Regions from separate parts of the Mus musculus genome. Here all the other regions are linked to region 2. The links are chromatin contacts, called in public HiChIP or PLAC-seq and promoter capture Hi-C maps. All regions are on one chromosome and are shown on one strand. Each heading gives the region's core, a stretch centred on a gene start, on an enhancer-like site or on the middle of the called end of the contact. The rest is flanking DNA. Distances are from core to core; before and after follow the strand shown.

The links. Promoter capture Hi-C pulls out the DNA fragments that hold promoters and counts their contacts. HiChIP or PLAC-seq counts read pairs in DNA pulled down with a chosen protein or histone mark.
Region 1: an H3K27ac HiChIP or PLAC-seq map of bone marrow-derived dendritic cells shows a contact between it and region 2, with 13 times the contacts expected there. The contact joins the promoter of Nub1 here to the promoter of Psmc2 in region 2. A contact is called at or near these places in 2 of 39 promoter capture datasets (liver and pre-B cells), 1 of 115 datasets of contacts at active chromatin or transcription factors (bone marrow-derived dendritic cells) and 2 of 9 other capture datasets (adipose tissue and liver).
Region 3: a contact with region 2 is called in a promoter capture Hi-C map of pre-B cells, with 8 times the contacts expected there. The contact joins the promoter of Fam126a here to the promoter of Psmc2 in region 2. A contact is called at or near these places in 1 of 39 promoter capture datasets (pre-B cells) and 1 of 484 Hi-C or Micro-C datasets (CD8 T cells).

The regions. Positions count from the first base shown.
Region 1 is chr5:24,683,509-24,687,425 of GRCm38.p6, reverse strand. It overlaps Nub1 (negative regulator of ubiquitin-like proteins 1), which reads right to left and starts at 1,611. Exons shown (of 15, transcript NM_016736.3): 1 at 1,404-1,611.
Region 2 is chr5:21,785,369-21,789,524 of GRCm38.p6, reverse strand. Psmc2 (proteasome (prosome, macropain) 26S subunit, ATPase 2) reads right to left here and starts at 2,778. Exons shown (of 12, transcript NM_001368661.1): 1 at 2,641-2,778. The coding sequence starts at 2,710.
Region 3 is chr5:24,029,246-24,033,452 of GRCm38.p6, reverse strand. Fam126a (family with sequence similarity 126, member A) reads left to right here and starts at 2,763. Exons shown (of 11, transcript NM_053090.3): 1 at 2,763-2,974.

The DNA.
Region 1 (3,917 bases), core at 362-2,861, 2.9 Mb before region 2:
AAAAAATTTTTTTTTTAATTTTTCGAGACAGGGTTTCTCTGTGTAGCCCTGGCTGTCCTGGAACTCATTCTGTAGACCAGGCTGGCCTTGAACTCGGAAATCCATCTGCCTCTGCCTCCGGAGTGCTGGGATTAAAGGCGTGTGCCAGCACGCCCAGTTTAGAAACTGAGAAAAAGATTACTGCCATCTCCTAAGGAGGTGGCAGGGATAATTTACTAGTACCCAGCTATTCAGAAGGTTGAAAACAGCCTTTCAGACTGTACCCAGTCCACTGTCTGATAAAAGAAGCCAAGGCTATCACAACCCTTCATCTGTGCTCCACACTGTTGCTAGGTCTGCATCACGTAATATTTATTTATTTATTTATTTAGGTTTTTTGAGACAGGGTTTCTCTGTATAGCCCTGGCTGTCCTGGAACTCACTTTGTAGACCAGGCTGGCCTCGAACTCGGAAATCCCCCGCCTCTGCCTTCCAAGTGCTGGGATTAAAGGCGTGCGCCACCACGCCCGACTAAGTTTTTTTGTTTTTGTTTTGTTTTTTTTAAAACCATGACAGAGTCTCACTACTCAGCTCTGTCCTGGAACTTACTATGTAGACCAGGCTGGACTTGAACTCACAGAGATCACCTGATCATCTCTGCCTCCTAAATGCTGGGGCTAAAGGTATGCCATGCCCAGATTAACATAAAGATTTAATGTTGAACAAAATTAAACCACCGGCTTGATTATAGTTTTGCTCGCCTTTAGCGAATTCCAGGACAACCAGAGCTACATAGTGAGTCACCATCTCAAAAAAATTAATTAATTAAATTAAACCACTGTATTCAAACCTATGAAAATCCAGTTACAGGTACCAGAATGACATGTGTTAGGTCAAAAGGAAGAAAATCTAACAGCCCAGTTTTCAATTTTAATTGGAGAACTGTTTCATGTGTGTTGCTGGGCGTTCCAACGCAGAAAACACGTAAATCATCAAGATCAGCGCTCTGAACCGAAAGTGAAACCTTAGGCATCAATGTTGAAAATACCACTTTCACTTGTAGATCAATCGAGATTGCATACAACCTTACGCACATTCAACACGTTCCCTCTCGGGGAAATGACATGCCATTAGGGCCTCCTATTTAAAAGCAAGGGAAGGAGGCGAGGACAAGTGTGGGTCCAGAAAGCTTGCGTTCTCACACCCCGCGTTCCGCTGTCAGCCCCGGCAGTCAGCTCATCCAAACTCAAGCTGCTGGCTGGTGTCCATCCCTTCCCCTCCGCCCCGCCGCGACCCCCTCCCGCTTCCGCCCCAGCCCGCCTCGCCGCGTCCGCCTGGCCGCTCCTGCCCACCGAGCCCACGGCCGCCCCGGCCGCGCTACCAGGCCCAGGCCCAAGGCCCGGTCGCTGCCGCAGCCGTCTCACCTGCGCCACTGCCGAGCCAGCTGCGACCTGCCGAGTGCCCGGATGCGGCAAAGGCCGCCGTTTGTTTTCATTCCGGGTGAGGCCGGCCCCGCCCCCGGCTCCGCCCCCTCGCGCTGTCCGGAAGGCCGGTCGAGGACCGGAGCTGCATGGAAGGGTGGGGCCAAGGGGCTTGAAGGGCGATCTGAAGCATCGAACGGAAGGAAGCCCTGAAAACGCGGCTGTGGGCGGGGCTAGTATTTAATGGGCGGGGCTGATATGGGGCGGGACAACAGAGTAGATGGAAATAGGGAGAGTGTAGCTAGGGCGGGGCTGACGTGTAAGGGGGAAGAGAGACAAAGTGGTTGGGGCGAGGGCCGCGCTGAGGGTCAGGCGATCTGTGGGCGGGGCTGGTAGTTTGCGGTGGAGCGGATGTGGGACCGGGCGAGGAGGAAGATGGAGGCAAGGGCCGACTGTAGGTGGAGCTGTTAGGTGGAAAGGCAAGGCTAAAACTGGTCAAAAGCGGTGGGAGGGGGTCTGCTGTGCAGGGGGAAGAGGCGTGGTGAGGAATGGAAGTGAGGCAATGCTAGTCTTCAATCACGAGGTCTTCGGACCACTCCCAGACCGAGTTTTTCAGAGTCAGAGGAAAATGAGTCTGCCTTTATTTATTCCCCAAAAGCCTTGACAGAGCAAGACCTGTTTTCCTGAACCTTTTCTCGTCTTCCCTCTACTAGGCCTAGGGGATCCCCTAGACTAAAGGATTCTCACACTACCCTCCACAATCCCACCAGGATCCCCGCTCATGGTGAAGTTAGGTACGCTACCCATGCCTCCCTCCAGCGGCTACTCCCACCATGAGTACAGTAGATAGAGACATCTGCTTTGCTCAGCGCTGTGAAAAATGCATGTGCCCTTATGTCTATGTAAGGGAACAATCCAAACGGGCATAAAAAAATGAAGACGCCGGGCAGTGGTGGCGCACGCCTTTAATTCCAGCACTTGGAAGGCAGAGGCGGGGGATTTCTGAGCTCGAGGCCAGCCTGGTCTACAGAGTGAGTTCCGGAAAGCCAGGGCTAAACAGAGAAACCCTGTCTCAAAAAGACCAAAAACCAAAAACCAAAAAAAAAAAAAAAAAAAAAGGCCTTTTTTTTTTTAAATACTATGAGAAAAGAAACAATGCTCTGGTGTTGAGCCCCATCTTGCTGCAGACTGTGAGAGGAGGCCTGAGCAAGCCTGCAGGAGCCTAAGCAACCAGGAACCCCAGCGAGGAGTTTGCCAATTGCCAGCCTGCCAGTGAAGCTAGATCCATCATTCAACACCCGCTTCCCACACACGTACTGGAGAACCCAGAGCAGGCCTGCTTAGTCAGTCCAAAAATGCCTGGCCTCACTGTGAATCAGGAACTAAACAAATTGTTATTATGATAAGGATCAGATTTGCAAGTTGTTTGTTATGCCCTCCAAACTGACAAAGCTTTCAGAACCAAACAAAAGAAAGTGACTGTAAACCCAAGAAAACTGTATCTGTAGATAACTGTTTCCACTCTAAGGAAATTGATTAGTTCCAGCACAATCACGACTATATAGAGAAACCCTGTCTCAAAAAACAAAGAAACAAAGAAACAAAAAACTGCCAGGCGTGGTGGCGCACGCCTTTAATCCCAGCACTCTAGAGGCAGAGGCAGGCCGATTTCTGAGTTCGAGGCCAGCCTGATCTACAAAGTGGGTTCCAGGAACAGAGAAACCCTGTCTCGAAAAACAAAAATAAATAAATAAATAAATTTAAAAAAATAAAAAATAAATAAAAGAAAAGAAAAAATAAAGAAAGTTGGGCTGGTGAGATGGCTCAGTGGTTAAGAGTGCCGACTGCTCTTCCAAAGGTCCTGAGTTCAAATCCCAGCAACCACATGGCAGCTCACAACCATCTGTAACGAAATCTGTTGCTCTCTTTTGGAATGTCTGAAGACAGCTACAGTGTACTTACATATAATAAGTAAATAAATATTAAAAAAAAAAAGCTGAGTAGTTGTGGCTCAGGCCTTTAATCCCAGCACTTGCAAGGTACAGGCAGATGGATCTCTGAGTTCGAGGCCAGCCTGGCTTTCAGACTGAGTTCCAGAAAGCCAGGGCTACACAGAGAAACCCTGTTTCCAAAAAACAAAAAACAAAAAAAGAAAGAAAAAAGAGAAAGAAAAAAAAAGAAAAAAGAAAAGAAAAGAAATTTCCTTCTTTGCAATTAAATCAGAAACTTACCGTGCAAAGTGAAACCTGAGTCTTACCTCCCAAAGATCCTGCTACCTTTCTTGTTTTCTGTAGATCGGTCTTTCTGTACAGGAGTTAAAGGTTTTTTCATGATGTTAAGATAGCATATATTTTCATTTTTAAAACAATATTGTGATACAATACATATAGTTTATAATATTCAAATTTGAGTTATTTGATTCGATGCTTTTCAGTATATTTGAAGAGTTGTTCATTCATAACCAAAAATAATTTTAAAACATTTCATCACTTTTTAAAAAGAGTTATTCACTATGTA
Region 2 (4,156 bases), core at 1,529-4,028:
CAGCCTACTAGTGACCTCAAGGAAAGCAGCTGCCAAGGGCTGACCCTACCTGCCTGCCACCTCCCACAATAAACCTTTCTAGACTAGAGAGAACGGGGAAAAAAACGTTAACTGAGCCATATGAGAAGAGACAGTTCCAGACGTGAATGGAGGAAATTCTGGAGAAACGATTATAGAAGACAATGAAGGACAGAGAAGCAGCAAAGAAGACAAGCAGTAAAGCTCAGCTAGAGAAGCTTAGTAAGGTTGCCTAGCAAAGCAGCTGCAGTCAGGGCAACAGAAGTCACCATCTGTTCAAGTCACTGTGTGAATTACAGTGATTAGAGACAACGGATGTATACTACATCCCACATACATAATTGCTTCCAAACTACACTGGAGAGAACACTTAGGTGACTTCTTTGTTATCACATGGCCAGTTAGTAAGAATCAGCACCAAGACATACATCTAGGTCCTCCTAATACCGACTTCATTCTTTCAGCTGTCTAGGCAAGAGAAAGAAGGAAAGGAAGGGAGAGAGGGAAAGGAAGAAAGGAAGGGAGTGGAAGAGGGAGAGAGAAGGAAAGAAAGAAAGGACAGAGGGGAGGGAGGGGGAGAAAAAGAGAGGAAAGACGGCAGGGAGGGAGAGGAGACAATGAGGAAAATGGGTTGTAGATAGAAAAGAGATAATAGGTTTTCTCAAATGTATGCTTTTAAGACAAAGTAGATATTAGTATATTTAGAGAAACAAAAGGAGAAAATTCTATAGGAACACACACTGGAGTAGTGACTGAGTCCCAGGGGAGAAGGAGAGGTAAGACCAGGAACAGACATGAGGTTAGACTTGACAGAGACTGGCACTGAGTCCTCTGAGGCAGAACTGAGTGAGAGGTAACGCAGAAGAGAACTCTTGAGGAAAAGGAGAAAGGTCATCCATCCATCAGCCAGGAGCACAGGAGCTAAACTGAGGGCTTGAGGAAGAGGATGAGACTCTGGCCAAGTGCAGTCAACAGCACGAACAATCAGCAGGAGGGGCCGGGTGAACCCAAAGCCTGAGTTGAAGTAAATTGATAGATAAGGTTGAAATGGTTTGAATAATGTGGATAGCCTATACGCAGAAAGAGATATGAAACAATGAAGTTCCCAGAGTTAAAAAGGAAGAGCATAAAGTATGATGGGAAGTTTGCCACTTTAGAAGTGAAAATGGAGTGAATCTAAGCGTCATTAGACTGGGATGACAGTCACCAGGAGTCAGGTGATCCCAGGGTATCAAACTCCCATTTAAAAGGATGCCACAGAACCAAGACAGGGGACAAAAGATCATGAGGCTTGAAACTGCAGCAACCTCATGGCTAGGTAAGAATAAGTCATAGCTACAAGGTTACCTTAGGCAATCCATTTCATTTCTCCAGCATTCATTTCATCATCTAACACAAAGAGAACTTTACCTTCACAATGTTTCTGTAAAGATCATATAAGATGCACTTAAAATCCAACACACTTTAGTCATACTTGAACTGCAAAATTATTACATCCAGAGAAAGACATAGGTTAGTATAAACAGATGACATACAAACTTTCTGACTAAGTTTTCCAATAGGGCCGGAGTTCCTGAAACTCTCAACGGTGTAAAACACGTTTAAGTCATGTGGCAGAGTCAGTGAAGATAAAAATGCTTTCTCTGAGAGAAGCAGCATAAATGGTGAAGGATAGGTGCTAGGAGAGTTGAAGTTGTTAAGAAAGGGAAGAGCGAGACACAGCAACATTGAAAAATAGTTCTTAAGGTAAAAGAAATTTAAAACTAAGTATGAAGATAAAGCTAAAAATGGTAAAAAACAAAACAAAACAAACAAAACAAAACAAGAGCAAAAAAGAGGGGAGTGGGGGAAAAAACTAAAAAAGGTGTGGGGATGAAGATTACATCCAAATTTTGACTACATATCATACATGAGTGAAAAAAAATGTCAACAAGCCTAGTCTCTGTGGGAGTCATTTGGCAATAATGATACCCCTGCTTCTAGAATTTAGCCTGTAACTTCCATGTGATAGGTTCTATAACACGGTCATTTGTGAACTGTTAACAATCGAAATCTCCACCAATAATTAAATGTTATTGTACTACCACAACATAGGACAATAAGCACATGGAGGGAACAGCACTTGCTATCACGAAATCTCTAAATTCAAGATGCTGATATACAGCAAGACACATTATGACAGACACACTCGAGTCTTGTTAAAAATATCTAGAAAAAAAAGAGTAAAATGGCAATTCACTTCGTGGCTGGAATCATGGGGTCAAGATGAGAGTTTATCTCTTCTATCTCTCTTGTACCATCGTGTTTCAGGATTGTCGCTACACAGTGACAATCTGTAGCCAAGCTGCTACAACTGGGAAGGAGGGAACAGGGCCGGGAGGTAGAATTCACAGCCCACCTGGCTGGCCACTTTTTGAAGACCTGCAAGACTTCAGGAGATACAGAACCTCAGCGCCTGGTAAAATATTCGAGGGGGCGGACGTGAGGCAGACAGACAGACAGACGGGGCTGCGGCCCAGAGCGGTCACCGCTCGGATCTAAGGCCGGCAGGGCACCGAGGCGGCGGGAATCCTGCGCCTCTGCGGTGCCAGCGCCGGCCGCTCCCGGCCCGTGTCCTCTCACCTCGGATGGGCTTGTCGTCCTTCTCCTCCTCTTTGGTTTTCCGCTGGTCCGCACCTAGGTAATCCGGCATTTTAGAAGCCGCAAGTGCCTCCGCGTCTCGGTGATTACACAGCACCTTTCCCGCTTCCGCTGGTGTCTTCCCTTTCTCTTCCCCACCGGAAGTAGCTCCGCGCCCGGGCGCCGGTTCCCTGGACATCTGGGGACTGCACGCACGGCTGACGGGAGGAAGGGTTGTCTGGTGGAAGGAAACGCGTGTTCACCCCGCTCCCTCACAACTCCAGTCTTTTTTAGATACCCGAATAGGAACGTCCAAGATTAGCCCTAGCTCAGTTGATGACCTAAAATCGTGATTTAGTCACTAGTAAATAATACACATAGGCGGGTAGTTTATTTCATCTCTAAATAGTTTGCCTCGCAAGACTGGAAAGGCGCTACAGAGCAGGCCTTGTAGAATGCCTGGCAGTTTGGACGCAGTTAATTGGTGGCTAGATCTACAAATTGAATAAAGATAATGCATTTCTGTTAGGGAGTGTGTATCCAGGTTATACAAAGATCCACAACAAGAAAGGAATCTGGTTGTTATGACAGGAAAGGAGGAGGGAAGATTAAAAGATAGAGGGAAGGAAAGTAGGTAAAGAATTTGGACATATTTCTCTAGAGGAGATACACAAATGCCAATAAACGGACGCATGAAAGGATGTTAAAATCAAAAGCACGTCATTCTCTTTAGGATGGTTCCTCCTCCTCCTCCTCCTCCTCCTCCTCCTCCTCCTTCTCCTCCTCCTTCCCCTCTCTCTTTCTCTCTCTCCTTCTTAAGACTGGCTCTGCGTGGTCCTGGCTATCTAGCAACAGATCAGGCTGTCTGAGAACTTAGAGGTATCTGCTGCGACAAAGGCTGTGCGCCACCATGACCGACCCATGGATCACTATTATGTTTAAAAAGAAAGTTTGACCGGATGTTGAAAAAAAAAATAGATGCTGTTTACACTGTTGGTGTAAAATACTGCAGTGCTTGCGAAAAACTGAAAATAACTAAAATAAAATCTATATAAACTAGTTATCCTACTGCTAAATATCAAATGCCAAAAAGTTGGAAATAGGATTTCAAAGAGATCCGTGTACAGCCCTATTTATAGCTGCATTAGCAAAGGCCAAATGAAGAATAACCCAAGTACCCAAATACATAAGATGGGTAAACAAAAATGTGGTTATGGGAATATAGTATTATTTGGCCTTAAAAAAATAAATTCTGTGACCATTATACTAGTGAATACACCGCTCACATAGAGACAATGTTATAATATATAACATTATTAATATAACAATACAATGATATATAGTTATATGATTCCACTTTTATGAGGTACCTAGAGATTGGTGGTAGCTCAGCACTTGGGAGATTTAAACAGGATATTCACAAGTTAGAGGCCGGCCTGGGTGACAAAAGTGAGTGAAGTTCTTTTTCAAAATTATTTCCTCCGTCTTGCTCTCACGTGAAAAAACAAACAAAAAAACA
Region 3 (4,207 bases), core at 1,514-4,013, 2.2 Mb before region 2:
ACACACCAATAAATTTTTTAAGATGTAGAAGTTAGGTCTAGTTCTTCTTCCTAGTCCCATCCTCCCAGAAATAAGACTCAGACACAAAATATATTTACAAATACCTTGTCCATATAGTTAGGCTCTTCTCTGGCTAGATATAACTTAAATTAACCCATTTACTTGAATGTACATTCTGCCACATGGCTGGTTACCTGTGCTCAGGTGCCAGGCATCCATCTCACCACATATTCGCAGGTGAATCTCCCCTTTCTGAAAAAAAAAAAAAATCCATTTTTTTTTTCCTGAAGCCTCTGCTCCTGGAATGTCAACTCTGAGATTAATTACTTATTATAAAATGCCTTGGCCATATGCTTTGGCTTGTTCTCTAACGAGCTCATAACTCATTTAACCCATTCACACCATCCTATGTTATCTGCATGACTAGTTACCTCTCCTTCAGGCCAGACCTGCTTCTTCCTTAGCATCTTCCTCAGCGGTTCCCTTGAATCTCTTCTTTATACCTCTCCTGTTTCCCAGAATCCTCTTTCATCTTGCCAGTGCCCCACCTCCTATTTCCTGCCTCAACTCATTGGCTATAGACATTTTTTATTGACAGATGATGCTTAGAAGAGATTCTCTACAAAAAGAAACCAAAACCCAAACCATACCCTATCCCAAGTGCTCAATACCCAGATTTAGTGAGTTGTTGCCATTTTGGACAATGCCATAGAGACCACTCCCAGCATTGCAGGCCCCACTGTGAATGGTGCTGGTGTAAGCATCTTTTATCATGCCTATAGCTAGTTTTGCTGTAAGCTGGTGTGTGACCTTTCACCCTTCGCCACACTCGTTCTTGTGCTTCCTGGCCACTTTGTGACTTAGGGCATGCTGCTCTCTTTCTGAAATGGCCCTTGACTTAAAACATTTGGTTTTTTTGGTACTAAATATTGAACTTGGGGCTTAGCACATACCAGCCGGTGCTCTACAGCTGAACTTTACCCTCTGCCCTTTGTAAAAATAATTTTGATGGGCTCTTACCAAGTTGCCCAGGCTAGCCTCAAACATGTGCTGGTAGCTGGGAGTAGAGGCTTGCCCTTTCATCTCAGATGTACCCATCTTTTCAGATAGACTCAGACATCTTCCCTGTGGAACTCTTCATTTTTCTTGCCTTGTGTTCTTTTTGCCCATTGGGCATGGTTGTGTTGGATTTAACACCATCATCTTGTTTTTGCAATGTGCTTAATGAAGCCTAACAACATGGCCTGGTTGACTTCATGTATGTATATACATATGTATATACAATGTTCAATATATATATATGTATATGTGTATGTGTATATGTATATAATATGTGCTTATTATTTCTTTGGTATGTTTTAAAAACTTGCTTAGTGTTTTGGGAGACATTTTGTCATCTCTAGCATTAACTTAGAATGACTTCCTTTCTTCCAGGTTGAAATTTGCCTTCTTCCTCTCTTTCTTTCTTTCTTTCTTTCTTTCTTTCTTTCTTTCTTTCTTTCTTTCTTTCTTTCTTTCTTTCTTTCTTTCTTTCTTTCTTTCCTTCCTTCCTTCCTTCCTTCCTTCCTTCCTTCCTTCCTTCCTCTCTCTCTCTCTCTCTCTCTCTCTCTCTCTTTCTTTCTAATTCAACCAGATTTGAGTTGAGAGGGTTGTAATAGGGGGAGCTCGGAGCATATGCTGTATTGGCTATATATATATATATATATATATATATAAAACGTTATCTGTAGGATAAGTAGGTGTGGAAGACGAAAAATGGCTTATGGAAAAAAGTAGAGAAATATACTTAATTTTTTTCTAAAGAAAAATATTTATTTATTTAATGTGTATATATGTATGGCTGAGTGTGTATGTATGTATGTGTACCATATGTGTGCAGATACCTTCGAGGCCAGAAGTGTCAGATCTGCTGTACTAGAGTCCTGATGTGGGTGCTGGGAACTGAACCCCATTCATCTGGAAGATCAGCAAGTGCTCTTAAGCTCTGAGCCAACTCTCCATCCTCCCTTTTACTATTAAAATTCTTTTAATTTATGTGTGTGTGTGTGTGTTAGGTGCATGTGTACCTGGATGAGGGCAGAGGCCAGAAGAGGGCTACTGATCCCCTGAGACTGAAGTTATAGAGGTTGTGAGCTTCCACATGGGTGCAAAAGCAGTAATATTTTTTTTAACTCTTCAGTTGTCTTTTAGACACCATATTTGAAATTTTCAAGGCTAAAGTCAAAAGCAATGAACATAAGAAAAGGTAGTATTTTAATTGCTATTTCCGAAATCACACAGACACAGACAGACAGACAGACAGACAGACAGACAGACAGACACACACACACACACACAGACACACACACACACACACACACACACACACACACACACACCCCACACACACCCCCCAGAATCCGGTCAAATTTTGATATACTTTTGGGAAATGATTCGAGTAATTGAATATCAGCTTGCTGTCCTTTTCTGATTACGTTTTAAAGCATCTGGTAAGACTTAAGGTCTAAAGGGCTCAGAGAGATCCTGAGACCTTCATGGAACTTCTTAGTTGTCACCACTAACCACACAGTCAATCGTCTCCCCTGGGCGTTCCCGGACCACGCCCATCGCGCAGACCACGCCCACTCAAATCGCCCCCCCCCCATCAATAGTTTCAGATTCTCATTGGTGGAGAAGTTGTTCTGGGCCCACCCTGGGGGTCAGTGATAGGCTGATCCAGTGTGGGACGGTGGTGGTTGGCTGCTTGGGGACGGGTCTCTGGTGGTGCCTGTCAGAGAGGCTGGCGGCAGTGGCGGCTGTCCGGGCTGGGTTGTCAGTCAGAGAGAGGAGGGAAGATGGCTCGCCCGGACTCGTGCTGCTAGAAGGAGAGGGGCAGGTGGCGCGGCTGCCGGCGGAGCGCAGTCGCCCGGTCGCCGTGGTCGCCGTGGTCGCCGTGGTCGTGGGGGGAGGCCGCGGTAGGTCCGGAGCTGCTCTGGTGAGTCTGCCGCGAGCCGTACGCCGGCCCCTGAGGCGCCGGGAGACCGAGAACTTTCTTTGGTCTGGGAGGAGCGGGGCTGAAGCTGTTGCCGGCGGCGGGTAGGACTTCGTCCTGGGGCGGCGGCCCGTTGCGGGTAACGGCTCCCGCGCGAGGCGCGGCCCGAGAACCCTAAGTTGGCCGCGGCCGGCTGCCCGCTGTGAACGAGGCTCCGTTCCCGGTTGGGCGATGAGCTGGGGGTGCCCCAGGGTCGGCCTAGCACAGAGCCCACCGTAGCCTATGGCCACTGCCCACCCGTCCGCGCCGCCCAAAGCCTGGCCTCGCCGCCCACGCTGGCTCCGCAGACCCGGTGCTCTTCAGAGCGGTGCTCGCTCGGGTCTTGAATCCCGTGGGGCTGGGGGTTCGGAGTGCCAGACCGGTCTGTCTGTCCACCACCAGGAGAGCTCCTCTTCTGCCTGCGCCGCGCTGGACCCTGGAGTTCTGCCTCTTCTGCGGCTGCTGTGACCGCCCTCGAGGATCGACAGGGTTTTCTGTCCACTGAACGGTTTTTTGTTTTTGTTTTTTTGTAAGCTTCTTTCTTTTTTCTTTCTTTTCTTCCTTTCGTTCTTTTTTCCTTCCTTGCCCCCCCCCTCCCCGCACGAAAACACCCCAGGTTTGCAAGCTTCAGCAAAACTGGGTCTCTGCCCTGCAGCGTGCATGTGTTTGCTTTGTACCTTTAGAGTTTAGAGGTTCCTGAAGAATTTGGCCCTAGTGGTTTTGCACTGCACTGAATCGCTTCTGGGATAAAACGCTATTGCACGCGGGCAGCGGCTCCACTGCTCAGGTAGGGGGAGTGCTGCTGCGATACAGAGACTGCTACTGGTTGCATGCAGGGTAACACTGGCTTTCTGTACACTGGGTGTCCTTTGGGTAACAAGGTAGGTTTTGCAGGAGATGTGCCAGCCCTGTGGTTCATGCCACGCGTTGCAGTTTGAGGTTTTCAGTTGTTACAACTTTTATCTACATAAAGCCACAAAGATTAGGGTAACCTTGAAACAATGCGATAGTTCTGGGAGGTGTGTTTTCCTAGGACTGCTCTGTTGCCAATGGCACCAGCCTCCTCCCCCCAACCCCCACCCCCGATCGTTTGTGACCACTTTTCCCCTTTAGGTGAATACATTTTAAGGTTTATAAGATGACTCTTTGTATCACGTTTTTGAAGTACACTGAAGGACAAGAAAGGGGAAAGGTTTC